Regions from separate parts of the Mus musculus genome. Here region 2 is linked to region 1. The links are chromatin contacts, called in public HiChIP or PLAC-seq maps. All regions are on one chromosome and are shown on one strand. Each heading gives the region's core, a stretch centred on a gene start, on an enhancer-like site or on the middle of the called end of the contact. The rest is flanking DNA. Distances are from core to core; before and after follow the strand shown. Region 1 has its middle 44 kb from the start of 1700007L15Rik. Region 2 overlaps Slc12a8 (solute carrier family 12 (potassium/chloride transporters), member 8).

Region 1 (6,444 bases), core at 1,434-3,933:
GAGCTATTGCTCCCCACACCCCGCCCTTATATTCCTTCCTTCTGTCTTGTCCTGCAAGCTGCAGTCTGATGCTCCGATCTCAGATCTGAAATGATCGATTCTGGTGTTCTTTCACATCCCTGTCTCTGTGGAGATGAAAGAGAGCAAACATGGACAATGTCCACTTTCCTTTTATGGAGATGACCCCAGAAGGACAAAGATGGCAGCAACTAGCACAAGGGAACCTGGGAAACAGTCTGTTACACAGCTGGAACTGAGGGGTCTGTCTTTAAAGGAAGAGGAGAATGACAGCCAGAAGGAAAATGCTCTCTCTTGAAAAGCCAGTAGTCACCTTTGCAGGTCTGGTCCCGCTCTCTAGTCTCCAGGGAGGGGATGGACTGAACTGAGACAAAGTAGTCTCTGAGAAAGCCTGGGCTGCCTGGTAATAGAAAAGCTTGGTAGTTTGAAGAGTAACAGAATAGCAAGGTTGTTTGTGTAAGAAAGGGGGGAGGGGTGGGAACTAGGTCTGCTTATCAAAGTCAGGGGCATGGAAGAGAGAAGACAGTCCAGATGCTGGCAAGGAAGGAGTCGGTTGGTTGGTTGGTTGGTTGGTTGGTTGGTTGGTTGGTTAGTTGGTTAGTTGAGAAGGGGCTCAAATTAATCAGAAGGGGAAAGACCTGAGGACACATGGAGTGGTTAGCATTCTACACTTCTTTCTTGGGATAAAAGAGAAAGAGTAGTAGCTGGGCAGTGGTGGTGCACGCCTTTAATCCCAGCACTTGGGAGGCAGAGGCAGGAGGATTTCTGAGTTCAAGGCCAGCCTGGTCTACAGAGTGAGTTTCAGGACAGCCAGGACTACACAGAGAAACTGTCTCAAAAAAAAAAAACAAAAACAAAAACAAACAAACAAACAAAAAGAAAGAAAGAAAGAGAGAGAGAAAGAGTAGCCTATGCATCAAGAGATGGGTCCAGGGCTCAGAGACGGCTCCAAGGTTAAGAGCACTTGCTACTGTTGCAAAATACGAGCTTTTGCCTCCCAGCATCCACGCTGGGAACTCACACTGCCTGCAACTTCAGCTCTGGGGGGTCAAACACTCCTAGTTTCTGAAGACAATTGTACTCACATGTGAGCTACACACACAAGTAAAGATAAATTAAATCTTTTTAAAAACAGAGAGATGGAGACACTTGAATATAGAGTGGGAACACTGAGCAAGCCTGTATTCGGGTCATCTAATCACACCCATGCATGCGTTTCCTGCCTGCATTTGTACACATGGAGGCTGCTAAGAGCTCATGAAATTTCAGAGGGAATGTGCCGTCTTAACCAGGACTACCCTGCCCCTTGCAGAATATAAATAAATATGCTGTCCCTCCCTCAACAGAGCGAGGGACCTGAAAGCCAAACAGACACTGTGGACACAGAGTTGCCCTCAATAAATATTTGTTAAACAAGCACATGCATGAATGAATGAACAAACACATCTTGCTTCCTGTGACTCTGGACAGGCCCACATGCTCAGCACATTTAAATTCCTCCTCAAACACCATTGTTCCTCTGGGCCGATGCTCATCTCACAGAGTCTGTTTGCAAGCCTGCCTCCTTCTCTCAAAGGTGAACCTGGTATTACTGAGATAATATGGATTTTAGCAGGCAGTATTTAGGCCGCGTGTTGGAGCTATTAGAGATTGGAAGGATCCACTTGGGCCAGATGCCAGCTTCGTATGTTTAAAACCCTGGTATAGGTTAGGACTGTAGGTAGGTGGGAAGGTGCTTATGAAGGGCACAGGTTCAAGTCCCAACATAAGGGGTACAGATTTAAATAATAGGTTGAGCTTGCTGTGGTATTTTCCCCCTCCAAAAGGTGACTGGCCCTTGATGGAAGTCCTCTATGGCGGTTTCTTTTGTTGTGTTTGTGTGATTTTAATTTTTGTTGTTTTTGTTTTTCTAGACATGGGTTCTCTGTGGAATAGCCCTAGCTGTCCTGGACTTGCTTTGTAGACCTGGCTGGACTCAAACCAGCCTGCTTCTGCCTCCTGAGTGCTGGGATTAAAGGCATGCGCCACCACACCAGGCAAGATTTAAAATTTGTACTGTTATATCTACTTTGTATTTTGCATGTGCGCTTGTGGGCAAGAACTGGTGAATGTCATGTGTATAGAGGTCAGAGGCCAACTTGCAGGAACCGGTTCTTGCCTTCTAGCTGTGGGTTCTGGGGGTAGGGGTTGAACTCAGGTCATCAGACTTGAGGGTGGCGTTTGTGGGCTGAGCCCTCCCACAGACCCTGCTTCCGTCTGATTTTGAGACAGTGTTTCATGACCTCGGCACACTCAGGTAGCTCAGAAACAAACAATCAAACCAAACCAAAACAACGTCCCCCGGCACCACTTTTGCCTTCGGTTCACCTACCTTTCTTGTCTGCGCTTTTTAAATTTAGGAGAGTATTTCCAGGAGACAGTGATCCTGGAGGGAAATTAGAACAAACGCTTCCTGATCGATTACGAGTCACTCGCAAAACCAGGAAATCTCGTATTATAGAGTCATTGTAGATGGTGACGTGTTAGAGATCAAATATAAACAAACAAAAGATGGACTTGGTAGTTGTTGCTTAATGGGCTCAGGGGCGCCCTCCTGTGGGCCAGTCCCTACCCCGGGCCTCCAGAGACTGCGGCCCTCCCCTGAGCTTCCATCTGGAGCCTGGTCTGTTGAATGAAAGGTATGCACATCCTCACCGTAGAGGGAGAGTCGCCAGGTTCAGCTTTCAAACTGCAGAAATGAAGAGCAAGCCAAATGATGACATCACCGTTGGTTTGCGAGGCTGCCTGCCTCCTGGTGGAGGGCACAGAAGCTTCACTTTTGTCCTTGCTGTGGGACTGGCACTGACTGGCCACTTCTGGCTGAAGGTCAGAGCTGAAGCAGACCCACTACCCTTGGAAATCCCTGTCTTGTTTCTGTCCAGACCAAACCTCCTCCTCTTCTTTGTTTCTTTTTGTTGTGTTTTTGTTTTTTTTTTTTCAAGGCAGAGTCTCATGTGGCCCAGGCTGGTCCAGAACTTGCTTTGTAGCTTTGAACTCCCTGATCATTCTGGCTCCACCTACCAAGTGCTGGGGGTTTCAGGTGTCCGACACCATGCCGTGTAGACAGGACACTCTCTAGGCCAGTAGTTCTCAGCCTTCCTAATGCTGTGACCCTTGCATACAGTTCCTCATGTTGTAGTGACCCCCCAACCATAAAATTATTTCATTGCTACTTTGTAATTTGGCTAATTATAAATCACAGTATAAATATCTGATAGGCAACCCCCATGAAGGTCACAACCCACAGGTTGAGAACCACTGCTCTAGAGCATTCTTTAGAGCCCTGTCTCTCTGGGGCAAGACAAGAACAAGGGAGTGAGGGAGCTAAGAGAACCACCGCTTACATTTGTGGGGGGCACCGCCTTAGCCCATAGCCTGCTTCCCAGTGTTCCAGGCAGGGGGATCAGGAGACCAAAGCCAACACCCACTATTGCTCTTAGTCCCTGCCTGCCTTCTAGAATATTCTACCAGCTTCTGGCTAGGGACCAGCTAGTGATTCTATATCATTTCTAGTTTGACATCGAAACCTCTGAGTTTTCAGCCAACATCACAGCAAGGCCAGTCTCCTCCATCCCTCCCTCCCTCCCTTCCTTCCCCACACCCTTTCTTCCTCTCCCCGTCCCCCTCCCCCCCATCTCCCTTCCTCCTGTCGCCTTCCTCATTTTTTATCCTCCAGAGACTATACCTGAATAGACCACACACATTTTCATGATATTTCCTAACGAAAACTAAAGGAGTAAATTGCAAACCTGCATTCATAACTATTTCTGGGTGCTACAAATTGGTGCTAGCCCTTAGCTGTTTTTCTCTGACCACATAGTTTTCCTATCCTTGAGTGAGACCGTCTCAGTCTGCCTCAGCGCATGCCATTGTCCCAGGACTGACCCAGCCTGGGATTGGCGTCCTTTCTAATTACAGAGAAGCACACACACACCCTCCCCCGCCAGGTCCGGTGCATCTGATATTTCATACCCAGTGTTTGGTTCTGGGTGTCAGATTTTAAGATGCACACTGACAGATTGGAGAGAACAACCAGGTAGTGAGGACTCTGGAAACCATCTTATACCAAGAAGGGGAAGAAAGCAAAACAAAACAAAACAAAATGCTCACCCAGGGCTGGAGAGATGGCTCAGCGGTTAAGAGCACTGACTGCTCTTCTGAAGGTCCTGAGTTCAAATCCTAGAAACCACATGGTGGCTCACAACCATCCGTAATGAGATCTAACACCCTCTTCTGGTGGGTCTGAAGACAGCTACAGCATACTTATATATAATAATAATTTAAAAAATCTTAAAAAACAAAGAGTCAGGCAGTGATGGCACATGCCTTTAATCCCAGCACTTGGGAGGCAGAGGCAGGCAGCTACACAGAGAAATAAAAACCAAAAGTAAAGGAAGGAAGGAAGGAAGGAAGGAAGGAAGGAAGGAAGGAAGGAAATGCTCAACCAGAAGAGAGAGTTTTTTTTGGTTTTGTTTTTTTGTTTTGTTTTGTTTTGTTTTGTTTTGTTTTGTTTTTTGGTTTTTCGAGTCAGGCTTTCTCTATATAGACCTGGATATCCTGGAACTCACTTTGTAGACCAGGCTGGCCTTGAACCCAGAAATCCAGCTGCCTCTGCCTCCCGAGTGCTGGGATTAAAGGAGTGCGCCACCATGCCTGGCTAAGAGAAAGGGTTTATTGCTTGTGTCTGCATGGGTGCAGCATGGTGCTACTTTGAGGGCATCTTAAAGGACCCAGTTTAACTCACCCAGTTCTATTTAAGTGGTGTTGTGTGGCAGTTTCTTCCAAGATTAAAACCTTTCCTCCTGGAGGGAAGCTCACTGTGAGAAAGGATGCTTACAAGGAAGTGAAACACACGGAAGCTCATTAAGCTAAGAAGTGAACACCTGTAAGCTTCAGGAAGTTCCTAAAACTGATCAGATTCACTAGGCCCCTCTGTCCCTAAGCAAACGCAAGCCGTTAGAACAGAGAGACGCTCAGGGAAGCCTGGAAGAGGCTCAGACCAACTTAACTACTAGAAAGGACATTCTTCATCCTGCTGAGCTGCCTGCAGGCTGCGCAGTGCACTATAGTATTCATGAGCCGTCACCCATGCTGGGTAGGCTCTGGTGATGCAGCTGTCTCTGAGTAATTTCTGCTTCTATAAGTAACCCCTCAGCCATATTCTTTTATGCAGTATAACTCAATGGTTCTCTGAGTTGATCTCTGGTGGTATCTGATCTTTGGTCAATCTTTGGTTCCTTATTTGGGGTGAGTACATATTTGTTCACATTTCCCTGGGGAATAGTGTCACATGACAGGTAGCATGGACCTTTCTAAGAAGACATTAAGGGTCTTTTTGCTGAGACTGTTCCTAGGTCTCATCTGGCCCTACAGAGGAGTGGTTCTGGACAGTTCTCTTGTCTGGCAGAAGGCTGTCCTTGCAGTCCTATAACTCATTTCTATGCATTAAACAGAGAGACCTGGAGGTTTGGGGCGACTGTGGTCCCGTTAGCCCTTGCTGCCTCTAGACATCAGTCAGTTTTCACCTGTAATTCTTCTCCTTTGAAATCCTGACAAGCTCTTTGGGAATTTCAAATGTTCCCTTCCGTAGGGTGACACCCCGCTTGCTTTACATTTTAAACTTCAAAGCTGCTTTGGAGCATAAAGGTTTGCTTTGTAACATCTTAAAGGTTTCTAGCCACAGGGAAAGTGACTTGAACTCTTTGCTTTTGAAGTTGATACCTTGTCCACCAACTTCCTGGTTACCTTGGCCATCCTTTCAGGATGTGGAGGCATCCCTGTGAACTTGCCTTTGCTCTGGAAGAAGAGGTCTGCCTCTGACCCATCTAGCGCATCTTAGGGCATTCTAGAGCAGGGGAGGCCGGAGGTGCCCATCCCACATCTCCAAGAGATCTCAAAAGAAGGTGACTGAACACACTCAACAGCTACCCGACTATCTTAGGAGATCTGGCTTAGGCTCAGGCACGGACCCTTTTTAAACTCCCCGAGTCATTCTCATTTGCAGCCAAGGAAGGAGAAGTCCCTTCCTGAGAGGTTAGAGTCACTCCGTGGCCTATTTCCTCTCAGACATCGCTTCAGATCAGCCAGTTTACTTGGGGTCTTAGTTGGGTTTTCATTGCTGTGAAGAGACACCAGGACTACAGCAACTCTTATAAAGGCAAACTTAAGTTTAATTAGGGCTGGCTTACTGTTTCGCAGATTTAGTTCATTATCATCATGGAGGGAAGCATGGCGTCGTGCATGCAGATAGTGCAGGAGAGGTAGCTGAGAGTTCTGCCCCTGGATCCACAGGTGACGAGAAAGGGACTGTCAGCCAGTAGGCCTGGTTTGAGCTTCTGAGACCCAAAATGGTACACTTCCTTCAAAGCCACATCTATCCCAACAAGG
Region 2 (6,444 bases), core at 1,772-4,271, 240 kb before region 1:
GCCCATCTCACAGCGGCAACAAGGGGCAAGAGGCGCTTAGCAGCAGGGACCCTGTCAGCCTGGGCTTTAGCATTATCATCTGCCCCACTCTGGGATCCTGATCACAGGGAGGCATGGCCTGGGGAGAGATCCCAGCTGGGTTCCTCTTGCCTGGGCATTGGGTGTGAGATCTAGTCCAGGCATAAGACTGCCCCGAAGCTCCTGCCCTGCCACTGGGAACCAGCAGATGACAACCAGCATCACCAACGCAGCTACAACCTGTCTAGGGCCTTGAATGGTTTTATCTTCCACGGTTTTGGGTCAACAGTGATTTGTGGTTTTCCTGAGTGCAGATAATGAGAGATGAAAAGAGGGAAGAAGGGCAGGGGTATGGTCTGCTTGACTGGGCCATTTTTAAAATTTGTATTTTTTTTAATTCTCATACAATATATTTTAATCATATTCTTTTCTCTATCTTAATTCTTCCCCACAACCAACTTTGTGTTCTCTCTCTCTCTCTCTCTCTCTCTCCCTCTCGCTCTCTCTCTCTCTCTTTCTCAATAAAACACAAAAACAAAATAAGGAAAACAAACAAAACCACAAAATCAAAACAGATAAAAATAAAGAAAAAAATCAGTAAGACAAAAAATACCACAATAAAACAAAAAGTACACACACGCAAACCAAGACCACAGAGACTTTTATGTTGTCCAATAATTCCTGGGCATGAGGCCTACCTAGAATGTGGCTGATATTCCTAGTGACACACCATTGGAGAAAACTGGGTTGTTGTTGTTTTGTTGTTGTTGTTGTTGTTTCTTTCCCAGAAAGTAATCAATTACAAACAGCTCCTGGTTAGGAGTGGCGTTTGGTACATTCCCGTGTGTGACACTGCTACCATGCTCAAGAACCTGAGGCTTCCTCGGTCATGGTCCCTAGCGAAAACATAACACTATTATTCTGCTAAAACAATAACAACAACATAGCAATAAAATGACACCTTGCTATATCCACAGATCAGAGCATCGCTCCATCCAATCAGAGAAGCCTCTTCCTACAGTAGATGAGAGCCAACGACAAGAAGATCCACAACTGGACACCATCCAGAGAGTGAGAGGCTCTGGAACACTGTGTCCTAAATGGGATATCTTTATCAAACGCCTCCGTCCAAGGTTAGGAGTTCTATGAAGAAGAGGATGTGGGCAGATTGTAAGAGCCAGAGGTGGTGATGACTCCAGAGAAACATCATTTTTTCAGACCCCACAGGATGCACACGTAAACTTACAGAGACCGAGCCACTTTAACCACGAAGGACACTAGTGTGCAGGACAGAAGCAGAATATTTAGAAGACGCAAGAGTCAAACGAAGAGAAACCCCAGATACTGCCAAGGCCATATATGATGGATTCCCCCTGCCCAGGACAATTAGAGGTGTCCAGTAAGAGTGTTTTGAGCTGGATGTGGTGGGGCTTGCCGGGGACCTCAAACTGAGGCAGGTGCTTGAAGAGTTCGAGGCTGGCTTCAGAGTAAGAGGTGGCCTCAAAGAAAATCCTAAAAAGGATAGACCATATCCAGTGTGTACAGCTAATGGGCCTGCAGAGAAGAAAGAGGAGATAGGACAGGTTTGAAAGAGGCCCCAGGGAACTCTGGGCAGTGAGCTGGGAGCAGCCCTCAACCTGCACTCTAGCCTCATCCCTGGTAACTTTGGTCGTTCGAGGAGGGGTTGTGGAGGAGTGAATGAGGTCTCCAAGTCTGAGACTCCACCCAGAGAGAAAACATGAAGAGAGGGCTGGACATTCAGCAGGGGCCAGAAGGGAAACGTGAAATGGGGCTGGGCCTGCAGGGTCCACCCAGATTACCCAAGGAAAGCAGCCTGGAGCCTCCTCTGTCCCTGGGGAAGGCCTCCACCCTGAGCGGGACAGGCTGCCAGGAAGCAGTAACACCCCCACCAACCCCCCCCCACACACACACACACATACACACACACACATACACACATTCTCGCATCCAAGGGGATGAAGGGCCAGAGGAGGAGGGGTAGATGCTCTGCTCTGATGGGGGAGTGACTAAGTGTCCAGCAACTGAACCCTTGCCACCTCTACACTCTGAAAGAGCAGCCTGGTTCCTCTGAGCTGAGCATTCTTCCTTGTGGAAGGGAAGCTGAACGTTTCCTATTGCAAGATGGCTTCTAACAGCCAAATTGTGCCTTCTATGACCAATGGCCTCTGTTTTTAAAAGTACTTGGGGGCTGGAGAGATGGCTCAGTACTGACTGCTCTTCCAGAGGTTCTGAGTTCAATTCCCAGCAACCACATGTTGGCTCACCACCATGCGTAATGAGATCTGACTCCCTCTTCTGGGGTGTCTGAAGACAGCTACAGTATATTTATGTATAATAATAAATAACCCTTTGGGCCAGAGTGAGCAGGGTTGATTGGAGCCAGCAGAGGTCCTAAAAATACAATTTCCCAACAACCACATGAAGGCTCACAACCATCTGTACAGCTACACTGCATTCGTATACATAAAATAAATAAATAAATCTTTAAAAAAAAAATGCCAGAAATGAGGACAAAGCCTGACTTGGGCTCTAAGAAGAAAGCGTCACCTTAAGGAGAGGAAAGCAGTAGCTACTGGGGCAGCCAAGCTTGTGCCAGATCCCATGTGGAGTGCTGTCCCAGCTGGACATTTAAGCTGTCAACAGCCTGGCACATTTTCTCAGTGAGGTAGGAATCCCAGAGAGAGGGGCCCAGGGCAGATTCTAACACTGTGCTGGCTTCACAACTATCCCAAGGATGCAGGGAGACCTGGCAGGGAGCCAGGAGCTCCAGGGGCAACTAGGGCCCTGCTTTGGGGACTAGAGAGGTCCCACCCACTGTGGCCCCAGATTCCCCCACCCACCCCCCACCCCCAGAGGCCTGGCCTGTGTAACTCTCAGCCTGAAGGATTCCCTGAGAAAGGAAAAGCTGGCCTCTTATCTCCTGGGGTAAAGGAATGTGCTCTCCTGCCAGGACAAGGGGCTGCTGGACAGGAAGTCTCCACCCTAGCTGTGGGTTCCTCCCAGTCACCACTTGCTCCTTCTGGCTGTCCCTGCCTCTGGCATCCACTTCCCATGCTTAAACTTCTGACCTGACCTCCCCAACAGAATTCTAAGCCATTTTACCCCTCACCCCACCCCAAGCCTCCTCCAATTAGCTACCCACTCTCAGCTCCATGCCACTGGGGAATTCTGACCCAGAAGTCCATCCCCTGCCCCACTTCTATGTGGCTATGCTCCCTAGGCAGATGGCTGAGGATGCCAAGTGGCCTTGTAGTGCACAGGACCATCTCAGAGATACACTCCTGCTGTGCAGCAGGCTGACACACTGAAACACACAGCTCCTGCCTCGCAAGTCTCCAAGCCAATCCCAACCAGGAAACAAATCAGAAAGCCTCCCTAGAATCCCATGGCATGGAGCTGGGTATGCACATCAGTGGTAAAGCGTGTGTTCAACATGAACAAGGCCCTGGGTTCAATTCCCAGCAACACAGAAAACAGACAACAGTGACAGAGTGAATCTCATGGATGACAGCGCAGCATCACAGAACCTGAGAACGGTCCAGGGACTCTACCCTGACACCCATTTTATAGATGGAGATGCTGAGGCCCAGGAAAAGTGAGTCCTATATCACAAGATTGGCAGCTGGTCAGGTAAGGGCAGGACCCAGGGAATCTAAGCCTCCACTCAACAAGCCCTATGTGTCCTCACAGGCCCCGTAGCAGCAATCATATGTATTGTTATTGTGGGGCTATTTGACTATTTTTCCATTATGTACCAGATAGCTATTTTTCTGGTATGGCTATACTGTCTCACCACATGATACATGCAAAAACATAAAATATTCTTAAGAGTAACATTTGGGATCAAGCCAAGTGTTCACAACCGGAGAAGGCATAAACAAAATGTAGTGTACTTGGGGAATGGAATATCATTCAGCCATGAAAAGGGATGAAGTGGTGGCTAGAAAGCAAGCGTAGCTGGTAACCTACTTGCCTGGCAAACAAGGGGACCTGAGTTCAACACTCCAGAATCCAGATTTTAATAGGCAGAGAGCCAAAGAATTTACTCAGAGGGCAGGAAAACTTATCCTACAGTCATGAGAACAAAATTCCTCCGGCATCCCTGTCACAAGTTGGGTTTCCCTGCAGATAGATGCCTAGAACCTCAGCAATGAGGGTGAGGAGACAGGAGGGTTATAGAGGCTTGCTGGCTTCCAGCCTAGCTGAGAAAATATAAGTTCTGGTGCCAGCAGAGGCCAAGAGAGGGCATCAGATCTCCTGCATCTGGAACTACAGTTGCTCCTGAGTGCTGGGAACCAAACCCAGGTCCAACACAGAGCGGCCAGTGCTTCTAACCACCGAGTCATCCGTCAGCCCCACTAATCACATATGCTTAAAAGTGGGGTGTGGGGACACACGCTTATAATCCTGCCACTGGGGAAACAGAGATGAGCAAACAGATCCCTGGGGCTCCTTGGCCAGTCTTACCTACTTGGTGAGTTCCAGGCCAGTGAGAAACCCTGTCTCGAAAGCACCGTGGACAACACCTGAGGAACAGCAGCTAAGATTGTCCTCTGGCCTCTGCATACACGGACTCATGCATGGATGGACACAGACAGACAGACACACACACACTCACTCACACCATACACAAAGGGATGAAACACTGGACATACTACAACTTAGGTGGTCTTTAAAAACATCACTCCAAGTGAAAGGACAAGTGTCCTAAGAGTCCATTCCTGTGTAACATCCAGCCTGACAAACTCAGAGCCAGACACGGCAGAACAGTTCCTCAGGGCCCGGGGACTCGTTTTCTATTTGAGGTGAGGGAACCTTCAGGAGCCGATGGTGGTGACTGCTGTATATAGTGATGACTGTGGCTAACCCCACTGAATCGCTTACCTAAATATGGTTTAAACATCAACTCACACCTTAGAGATATTTTATCACAATAAAAAAGAAAACCAAAAGAACCCATTTCTTTGCACATGCCCCCTCAGAGATCACAGCCCACAGCCTTGATTTAGACCCAGCTCCCGCCTGCTTTACACATATAGAAATAGGGAATAAAAGCACTTCTTGGTTGAGGCCAGTGGGAAATCAGCTATGAAGCAATAACCTCCCAGACATGGCTATTCCCAGAACAGGGCTGGCTAGAGCCCAGGAGGGAAAGATCAGTGCTAGGCTTGCTGTTATCTATCTGTCCAGTGCAGATACGGACAGAGCCCTGTGTGTTCTTGAGTTTAGGTGGAAGCCTGGGCTCCCTTTGCTGACACCGGGGGGGGGTGGGGGGGGGCTTGGTGTGTCAGCAGTGGAGAGGCAGGCAAGGAGGCTATCAGAAGCAGAGGTTTGGGTGTCTCAGTGTCAGGTGTTCTAAGGAGTCAGGCAAGGAGGCTATCAGAAGCAGAGGTTTGGGTGTCTCAGTGTCAGGTGTTCTAAGGAGTCATACTTGGCCCACATGTTCCCACTTCCAAGACTCTTCTGGTCACCAGGACTTGAGGACTGGGAACAACATTTAACAGTGGTCCCCACAAGCCAGAACTAGCCTTGGGGTAATATGCTATCAACCTAGGTGGCCCTGTGACAGTGGCAGCATGCTGGCTCTACTGCTCTAATCTGTTCCCATGTCCCCTCAGAGGCTGGCAGAGCTCACTGCTCCAGGCACCCATAGCCTTCAAGGCTCATGCAGAGTGAGGTGCTGTCTGGGGTATCTCCTAACAGGAGACACCTCAGGGTCCCTCTTCCTTCTGCATCAATTCCTCGGCTCAGACTGGATGTCATCATCGGGATGTGGTACCTGGAAGCTTTGTTAATGGGGTAGAAAGTGTTGTAATGACAGCCACCGACACAAAGAAACAGAGGAGTAAGGTCTCATCCAGATGGCTTGGATTAAAGTGTCCCCGTGCCTGCCTCACAGTGCAGAGCCTAGTCCCAGGAGCAGCAGGGCCTGAGCACTGTTCAAAGAATGCTCGTGGGTCCGCTCCTTCCTCATCCCTGACCAAGCACACAAGAATTTTCATTTTCACACGGGCCCTAGATCCTGAGACCTGAGAAACACTGTCTTAGCACACAACCCAGTGGCTTCCAGGGGCTTCTCCTTTTAGGATAAGCAGTGATGGCTACAATAACTCTCTGTGGAGCACCTGCTTCATGCCAGGGTCCACACCGGGTCTCACATTGACAGTATCTTACTTCATTCTTTGACAGTCCAGCAGGGCAGCCATTACCACTTGTTTTCAGATATGAGGGAAAAGAGGTTGGTAGGATCTGAGTAGCATGTTGCAGCCAAGCTGGGATTTGCTATGAGGGGCCTAACTCTAAAAGCAGGGCTCAGGACAGTAATTGTGCTGTAACCTTTAGCACCAGGCCAGCAACGACAGCCTCTTGCCAAGCCCCTGTAGGGCCTAAAACTTCACCTGTGTT

The links. HiChIP or PLAC-seq counts read pairs in DNA pulled down with a chosen protein or histone mark.
Region 2: a contact with region 1 is called in a FOXA1 HiChIP or PLAC-seq map of pancreatic cancer cells. The contact joins two enhancer-like sites. A contact is called at or near these places in 1 of 484 Hi-C or Micro-C datasets (CD8 T cells) and 6 of 115 datasets of contacts at active chromatin or transcription factors (embryonic stem cells, memory CD8 T cells, pancreatic cancer cells and 2 more).

Annotation. Positions count from the first base shown.
Region 1 is chr16:33,333,665-33,340,108 of GRCm38.p6, reverse strand. No RefSeq gene overlaps it. Among named protein-coding and RNA genes, the nearest start is that of 1700007L15Rik, 44 kb to the left of the region's middle. Within about 2 kb of position 2,683, at least 90 of the 459 cell types and tissues checked have an H3K27ac peak or open chromatin away from gene starts, as enhancers often do. A contact at or near this core is called in pancreatic cancer cells, where this site is marked.
Region 2 is chr16:33,577,393-33,583,836 of GRCm38.p6, reverse strand. The region is part of intron 4 of Slc12a8 (solute carrier family 12 (potassium/chloride transporters), member 8); the gene reads right to left. Among named protein-coding and RNA genes, the nearest start is that of Slc12a8, 62 kb to the right of the region's middle. Within about 2 kb of position 3,021, at least 94 of the 459 cell types and tissues checked have an H3K27ac peak or open chromatin away from gene starts, as enhancers often do. A contact at or near this core is called in pancreatic cancer cells, where this site is marked.